Regions from separate parts of the Mus musculus genome. Here region 2 is linked to region 1. The links are chromatin contacts, called in public HiChIP or PLAC-seq maps. All regions are on one chromosome and are shown on one strand. The core of a region is the stretch at or near the end of the contact, and the rest is flanking DNA. Distances in the headings are between cores, read along the strand shown. Region 1 overlaps P4ha3 (procollagen-proline, 2-oxoglutarate 4-dioxygenase (proline 4-hydroxylase), alpha polypeptide III). Region 2 overlaps C2cd3 (C2 calcium-dependent domain containing 3).

Region 1 (3,557 bases), core at 457-2,956:
GTGTGTGTGTGTGCACACGCTCGTGCACGTGCACATGCACCAGTGTGGGGCTGTGGGTGTAGGGGAAGAGGGGGGAGGGACAGAGCCCACGTCCAGCCAGAAGCTTTCCACTCGGCCCTGGGTGGACATCTGGCTGTGTGAAGTCACTGACCCCACATGGCGGGGAGTGGACAAGGGGCAGCCCCTGTACCAGGTTCTCAGTCTCCGGCATCCCACACTGGATATGGCAGAGAAGCTAAGAACAGAATAGGGGCCCTGGAAGAGGGCAGAGTGAGAGAGGTTCCCACACAGGTGAGAGTCCTTAGTCCAGTGGCTGGAGCACAGGAAGGCCTTCTGATGGGAAGATTAGGCATAGCTCATTAGGAGAAAGCCTATCCTATCATCCAAGCACAGTGAGCGGGCCTTGATGAACAGAGACAGTCTATGGTTTTAGAGCTTTATTGTAGAAAGGCAGGGGGAAAGAGAAAAGGTAGAAAGAGAGAGAGAGAGACCGGACATGACCAAGAGAAGAGAAGGGGAAAAGGAGAGAGAGAAGAAAGGCTAGAGAGTAAGAAAGCTTAGAGAGAGAGAGAGAGAGAGAGAGAGAGAGTAAGAAGGAGAGCAAGGAAAGTAAAAGCTTAAGAGAGCAAGGAGGGGCCAAGCAGCACCTCTTATAGTGGGCTTGTTATCTTGCTGTTGCTAGGTAACTGGGAGGAGTCTAGCTTGAAGGTCAGAAGCTTGGGACATTGTCTAGTAACTGCTTAGCCACATGCTTCTCCTGTGGGTGCTGAGGGGGCGGTACCTTCACAGGAGCCTTGAGTCCAGGAGACGGGAAGGAACGCCTTCCATCTCATGTAGGTGAAAATGATCACCACAGGATCCTACCAGGGCTCCACCTCTCAACTGGACTGGAGACCAAGCTGTCTGTGCACAGCCCATTGCCCCACACACCAGTGCACAAGCCTGTGCTTATGCATGCAGGGAGCAGAGAGGGGTACAGGGCGTCTTCCTTTATTGATATCTTACTTCTTTATTTAATTTTTAAATTTTACCTTGTGAGTATTTTTATGTGCATGAGTACTTCCCTGTCTGTATATTTGTGTACCACTTGTGTGCCTGGTGCCTGGGAAAGTCCAGAAGAAGATGCCAGACTCTCTGGAACTGGAGTTGCAGACAGTCCACTAAAAGAGGAGTCAGAGCTAACCACGAGTCAGAGCTAACCACTGAGCCATCTCTCCAGTCCCTCCACCTTAATTTTTAAAGACAAAGTCTTTCACTGAACTTGAAGGTCACTGCTTGGTCTAAGCAGGTTGGCTAGCAAACTCCTGAGCTCCAACAGTCTGCCTGTCTTCACCCCCCAAAAACCTGGGGTGTCAAGCGCAGGTAGCCATGTCCAGCCATGTATGTGGGTGCTAGGGATTTGGACCCAGGCTCCTTCGTGTTGACAGCAAGTGTCCTGTGAGCTACCTCCGCAGGGCAGATCATTGAAAAGGGGAAATTCATGTGTTACTTGGGAAAATGGTTAAAAGATGTCGACCAGCCTCTTCCCAACTTGTTCTTTCAATGAGAACAAGTGCAGGCTAAGAGCCAGTTTCTGCAGAGGCAGTTTGAAGACCCAGGTTTTGGAAGGAAACCCAGGAATGAATCACATCAATGTGCACTGTGTATGTGAGAAGGGAGTGACTCAGAGGGCCATTCACGTCTTTGACTGTTTACTGAGAGCTATCAGTTCTTGCTCAAAACCAGAGCTCACTTGGCTATGCAGGCATCCTGCCCAGGTCTGGCTTCAGCCTCGTCAGGGAATGCCTTCTGTCAACAGCAAGGGAGGAGATGCTGCATAGCTCAGCTTAAAATTTTGGTGGTAGAATTTCTTTTGTGTATTTAGCTACTAACGTAAGATGCAAAATCACTGATAGTCACCAAGTGTTTGAGGACATCTTGACTGTTTTGATTTGTGTGTATGGGTGTTTTGCCTACATTTCGTTTGGTCTGTTCACTATGCACATGCCTGGTGCCCATGGAGACCATGGAGAAGGTGTCAGATCATCTGGAACTTGAGTTATAGATGATTGTGAGCCACCATGTAGGTGTTGGTAACTGAAGCCACATGCCAGAGCTGCCAGTACTTGGAACCACTGAGCCATCTCTCCAGCCCCTGGGGTTACTTTTAAACTGCAATTATTCATAACTTTTACATGGATAACCTTGCGTGTTCTGCCCTTCACATCTATCTCTAGATTCTGTATCCATGGATTCACCCAACTTTGTATTTAAAAAAAAATACATGAAAAACAGTGTTGTCAGTAAAGAACAGGTATAGTCTTTCCTCTTGCCATATCCCTTAAGCACCGCAGTGCAACTACCATTTCCTAACTTGTGTATATAGCATTTATGTTGTGCCCGATGATATAAATTAACCAGAGGTGATTGGAAGCATGCTGGTGGAATGTGCACAAGCTGTCTGCAAATGCTACACTATTTTATAAACAGACTGTGGATTTTGGTATCTAAAGAGAACCTGGAACCAATCTACTGTGGACACAGAGAGGAGGCTCCAACAGTATTCCTTTTTGATGCCTTGACAAAGAATGGGATGGGGTGGTCTGCAAACACATGAGTAATTAATTAGTAGGATAAGGAAAATTAAGGCGCTGGGGTGATAGCTCTTCTTAAAGCATTTATCTTGCAAGGGTGAAGACCAGAGTTTAGATCAACAGAAACCCACATAAAATGTGGGGTGTGTGTGGTGGCCCACCTGTAGTCCCAGCCTTCAAAGGCAAAGGGTGAAACAAGATTTCCAGAAGATGGTCACTAGCAAAACTAGCCACATTCAACAGCTCTGGCTTCAGCTTCGAGATCCCGCACAGTGAGTGAGGCAGGAGAGCAATGGATGATGACTCGACAGCAACCTCAGCCTGCGCATGCGTGTGCACCCTTCCATGTGCCTTCACAAATGTGCAAGAACATGCAGATACACACAAGTACAAAAAAAAAACCCCATAAGTCTAAAGTCAACGTTCTTTTATTTCCTTGTGCTTTATCCATAAAAATCTCCATCTCTAATGACCTAAGCTGTGTACTACCTTCGGTGATTAATAGGGCACGGCCACTGAAGGTCTTGCTTTCGTTTCTGGTTTTGTGGACTGTTCACTGGTGTTTGGATTCATCATTTTCATTCTTCAAAGAGTCATTTCTCCTTTTATTAGAAAGGAATAATAACATCTGCTCCTTTTCAATAGCAGTGGTACCTTAAAAGCATGGTGTGTGCCTCAGATTCTCAGACTGTGGGAAGATAAAGTGTAGCTCCATTTTGACCCATACTCTGTGAAAGCCAATAGAAATTTTTAGTATTTATTTTTAGTTTTTAATTATGTGTACATGTTGGAATCTGTGTGTGGGAATGTGCATGTGTGAGTGCAGGGCCTAGAGGATTTCAGAAGGGAGTATCAGATGCCCTGGAACTGGAGTTCCTGGTGGTTCCTGTGTGCTGCCTGATATGGACACTGGGCACTGAACTATGGTCCTCTGAAAGAATAGCAAGCACTCTTAACCGTTGAGCCATCTATCCAAGCCCCTAG
Region 2 (3,557 bases), core at 531-3,030, 160 kb after region 1:
TGAAGTCACAAAGTCTTATGTAATTAAGGATTTTATGATAATGGCTGCAAGACTGGAACAGAAATAGGACTGGCTGGGACAACTCTTGAAGTCAAGGGAAGGCTTTCTTACTTTTTAAGATATATGAATGTTTTGCCTGCATGTGTGTGTGTGCACCACATGTGTGCCTGGTGCCCATGGAGGTCAGAAGGGGGGATTTGATCCCTTACAACTGGAATCACACGTGCTATGAGCTACCGGGTGAGCGCTGGGAACTGAACCTGACATCTTTAAGGCTCCAGTGCTCTCTGCCCCAGGGAAGGAAAGGCTTCCAGAGGGCTGAAGGTGGAGATGCTACTTCAGAGGAGCAGGTCAGCCCCTGGGTCAGAGAGGCCTGGGTCCAGAGCAGGTGTGGGGCCTGGGAAGTGCGCTGAAGCAGGTGCGAGCTGGGATTTGGTGACAGGACTGCCTACCTGACGGAAACACGTGATTTCTCAATATTGTTCCAGGCAATGCTCAGCTTAGAGGGAGAGGGGAAGGGAGGGAGAAGTCCAGCCTTGAATCTCCATTTGTAGATCCCATTTTATTGTGTATAACAAAACGTTTCCTGAGGAGACAGAACACATATCTATTCACCCCAGATAGGTATACTATAACAGACCAAAGCTTGGATACCACCAAAGTCCAATCTGGTGAGCCATGAATTTTACTGTGGGTACTTAGAGGAACATGGGTGAAGGGCTCCAGCATGGGTGGCCTCTTAACAGGCACGCTCCGATCTGGTCTGTTCTGAAGAGCTGCCTCTGCTGTGGAACGCAAGCTCCCTGGGTAAGGGGCCAGTGGTTCTGTCTTTCCCTGCATCTGACTGGAACTATGGCCTTTGCATAGCTGCCAGCAGAGCTTCACCAGATCATACCAGAAGGGAGACAGGTCCAAGGGAACTTCCTGAAGCCCAGGGCCCTCATGACTGTGGCTCTGGCCTTATGGCTTTGCTCCTCCTGTTAACAAAGATCCTGACCTGTTTCATTTTCTTTGAACCACCAAGTCCCTAGCACTCTGCAGAATTCAAGAAAAGACCTAAAGGTCACAGGAAGGTTCTGCTAAAGGCTACCTGAAACTTTTGAAAGAAGATGAGTAACCTGGGTGAGAATATACAGGAGTTGGAAAGAAGGCAGAACTAGTTGGTACCTAGCCTGACCCAAACCGCAAGTTAGTGTTTACCTCCCAGGTAAGGTCTGTAGACCTGCCGGCATGTGCTATGCCTGTCAAGACCTGAGCAGGCTGGTGTGCAGCAGGGTCCAGGAACTCTGCCAGGCACTGACTCTATGGAGTCTGGACTTTGGAAACTTCCCACTAGTCAGCACTGGTTAGCGTGCTAAGGAGTCTGTCTGGCTCTCCTGGGCTCTTCATTGTGGAAACTGGGGACCAGTGACAGTGTAAACAGGAACCCTGTGGGCTGGCCCTGTTAGAAACGGCTTCTCAGAAGGACAGAAGTGCCAGGTGGTAAGGCACAGAGGGAATACTTAGGTAGAAGAGCCCCATGGGGAGAGTGCTAACAGGGATGGGAAGGGAGCTGGGGGGGGCCAGCCATGCTGTAACTGGCTTGGTTAAATTTCAATCTTCTGCCCAGGGCTGGGACTCTGGTCTGAGTGTCCTGTCCCCACTTCCCCCGACTCATAGCTGTGGCTGCTGAGTTCTCTGCTGTCTTCAGTGTCTGGGAAGTCCTTGTTGCTACCTTAGGAGTGGATAGTGGGAGCCGCCCCAGAGAAAGGCAGCCAGCCAAGGGGGTGAAAGTTGAGCCCAGTGGCAGCTGTGTAGAGCCCTCACACAACCTCTGAGGCAGCCGTCCAGGCAGCCTCACCGGGCAGGGCAGCTGTTTGCTTTCAGTTTTATCTCTCCAGGGTTGTTTCTCACTTAAGGGCACTGCTCTGGAAAAGAGCAGAGCTTCAGCCATGAGCCCAATCTAGAGGATCACTTGGGGTCTTGTGGGTGGTTGTGAGCACTTGCCTAGCCAAGCCCTAAGCTCCCTTGGGGAGCTGCCAAACCCTAGTTCTGCTCAGGACCTAAGATAAGAATAAAAGCTTTGTTTTGCTCTGGTGTCTAGCCAGGGTCACCCCTAGCTCCAGCAGAGCTCCTGTGTTTTGCCCGATGTACCTGTCATTTGCCTCCATGAGATCTGAAGTTTGAGTTTCATAGTAAACCAGAGAAAGAAAACCAGAGTTTACTAACTCTGCTTGGCAGTGATCACTGAGACCCACTAACAGAAACCATCTTACTTATAAATAAGTGAAATGGGTCATCTATACCACAAACCAGTATTCCTTCCATTCATCTCACTACATGTCCACTGAGAAAGGACTGGAGAAGCTTACAGAAGACTAGAGACAGTCACCTGTACCCACCACTCCCCACAAGCACATAGCCTCTGATGAAGTAAATCTAGAGGTGTAATGAAGAGGCTCTGAACTGAGATTAGACCACACTGCAGAGCAAATAGCACCTCTGAAGAAACCACACCACGGGACCTGTACAAAGTCAGTCAGTGTCTCTGTCTCTGTCTCTGTCTCTCTCTCTCTCACACACACACACACACACACACACACACACACACACACACGCACACATGAACTTTTACAGGTCAGCTCGTTGAGGTTAAAGAGGAACAGGTGAGACTTCCCCCGACTGCTTTGTGGTTTGTTGTTTGTTGTTTGCTTGTTTGCGTGAGTGGGTGGTGGTGTTCACACAGCTCCCTTTTCTATGGCTGTTACTCTAGAGCTCCTCTCCTCAGTCCGTCCACCCTGGCGACTGCTCTCTGCACCTGAGAAATCCCCTCTCCACACCTTAGCTCAGGCCAAGCCTCCATTTGGCATCCTCTCCCTTCACATAGTGTTCAGACTCCATCTTCGTGTTTCTCTCTAGTCCCTCCTTGAAGTTCCCTTCCAGGGATTCCATCCATGGATGGCCCCTCTGTCCAGACCCTAAAGAATCCCTAAGGTCTGATGATCCACTTGCCTGTGGGAGGAGGGGAGGGCGGCTCCTGCAAAGTGCATGCTGGGCTGCTGGGCGCTTGCTTTGTGATGCTGTGCAGCATGGAGAGGAGTGGCCAGTGCATGTGGGTGTATGTCCCTCCTTAGACACCGTCCGCTGCCCAGACCTTCAGGGGTATGTGCTGTAGCAACTCTGATAAAGAGACTCTTTAGCACTTACTAATCAAGACGTTTGCTCAACCCCTTTAAAGTCAACAGGTACTACTAAGCATACGTATCTCCACCCTCTCTGCCCTGGGCTCTAGGCCTGGGCTATACAGATAAGGTCCCCCGGGTCTGGGTGTGGGTACTGGAAGGTTGGCTGAATCAGCCACACTAGCCTCAGCTCCAAGGATGACAGGACCCCATGGCAGCTATAGGCTGTGTGTGCCCTTCCTCCTTTTGGCGGCCTCACTCCCACCCCAGCTCCAGTGAACCTCAGCTATCTTAGCTCCCAGCACTCACTGAAGCCTGCCTGGCCCATTTCAGCTATTGCTAATGGCTTCTTTCCCCCATGTTCCCAAGCTCCAAGCCTCATCTCTGACTGCTGGG

The links. HiChIP or PLAC-seq counts read pairs in DNA pulled down with a chosen protein or histone mark.
Region 2: a FOXA1 HiChIP or PLAC-seq map of pancreatic cancer cells shows a contact between it and region 1. The contact joins two enhancer-like sites. A contact is called at or near these places in 2 of 115 datasets of contacts at active chromatin or transcription factors (embryonic stem cells and pancreatic cancer cells) and 3 of 9 other capture datasets (adipose tissue, liver and pancreatic islet).

The regions. Positions count from the first base shown.
Region 1 is chr7:100,300,840-100,304,396 of GRCm38.p6, forward strand. All of the region lies in intron 5 of P4ha3 (procollagen-proline, 2-oxoglutarate 4-dioxygenase (proline 4-hydroxylase), alpha polypeptide III), which reads left to right. Among named protein-coding and RNA genes, the nearest start is that of P4ha3, 17 kb to the left of the region's middle. Within about 2 kb of position 1,707, at least 85 of the 459 cell types and tissues checked have an H3K27ac peak or open chromatin away from gene starts, as enhancers often do. A contact at or near this core is called in pancreatic cancer cells, where this site is marked.
Region 2 is chr7:100,464,076-100,467,632 of GRCm38.p6, forward strand. All of the region lies in intron 32 of C2cd3 (C2 calcium-dependent domain containing 3), which reads left to right. Gm10603 (a long non-coding RNA gene) reads right to left here. Exons shown (of 2, transcript XR_001778233.2): 1 at 453-3,557. Among named protein-coding and RNA genes, the nearest start is that of Gm10603, 3.5 kb to the right of the region's middle. Within about 2 kb of position 1,781, at least 171 of the 459 cell types and tissues checked have an H3K27ac peak or open chromatin away from gene starts, as enhancers often do. A contact at or near this core is called in pancreatic cancer cells, where this site is marked.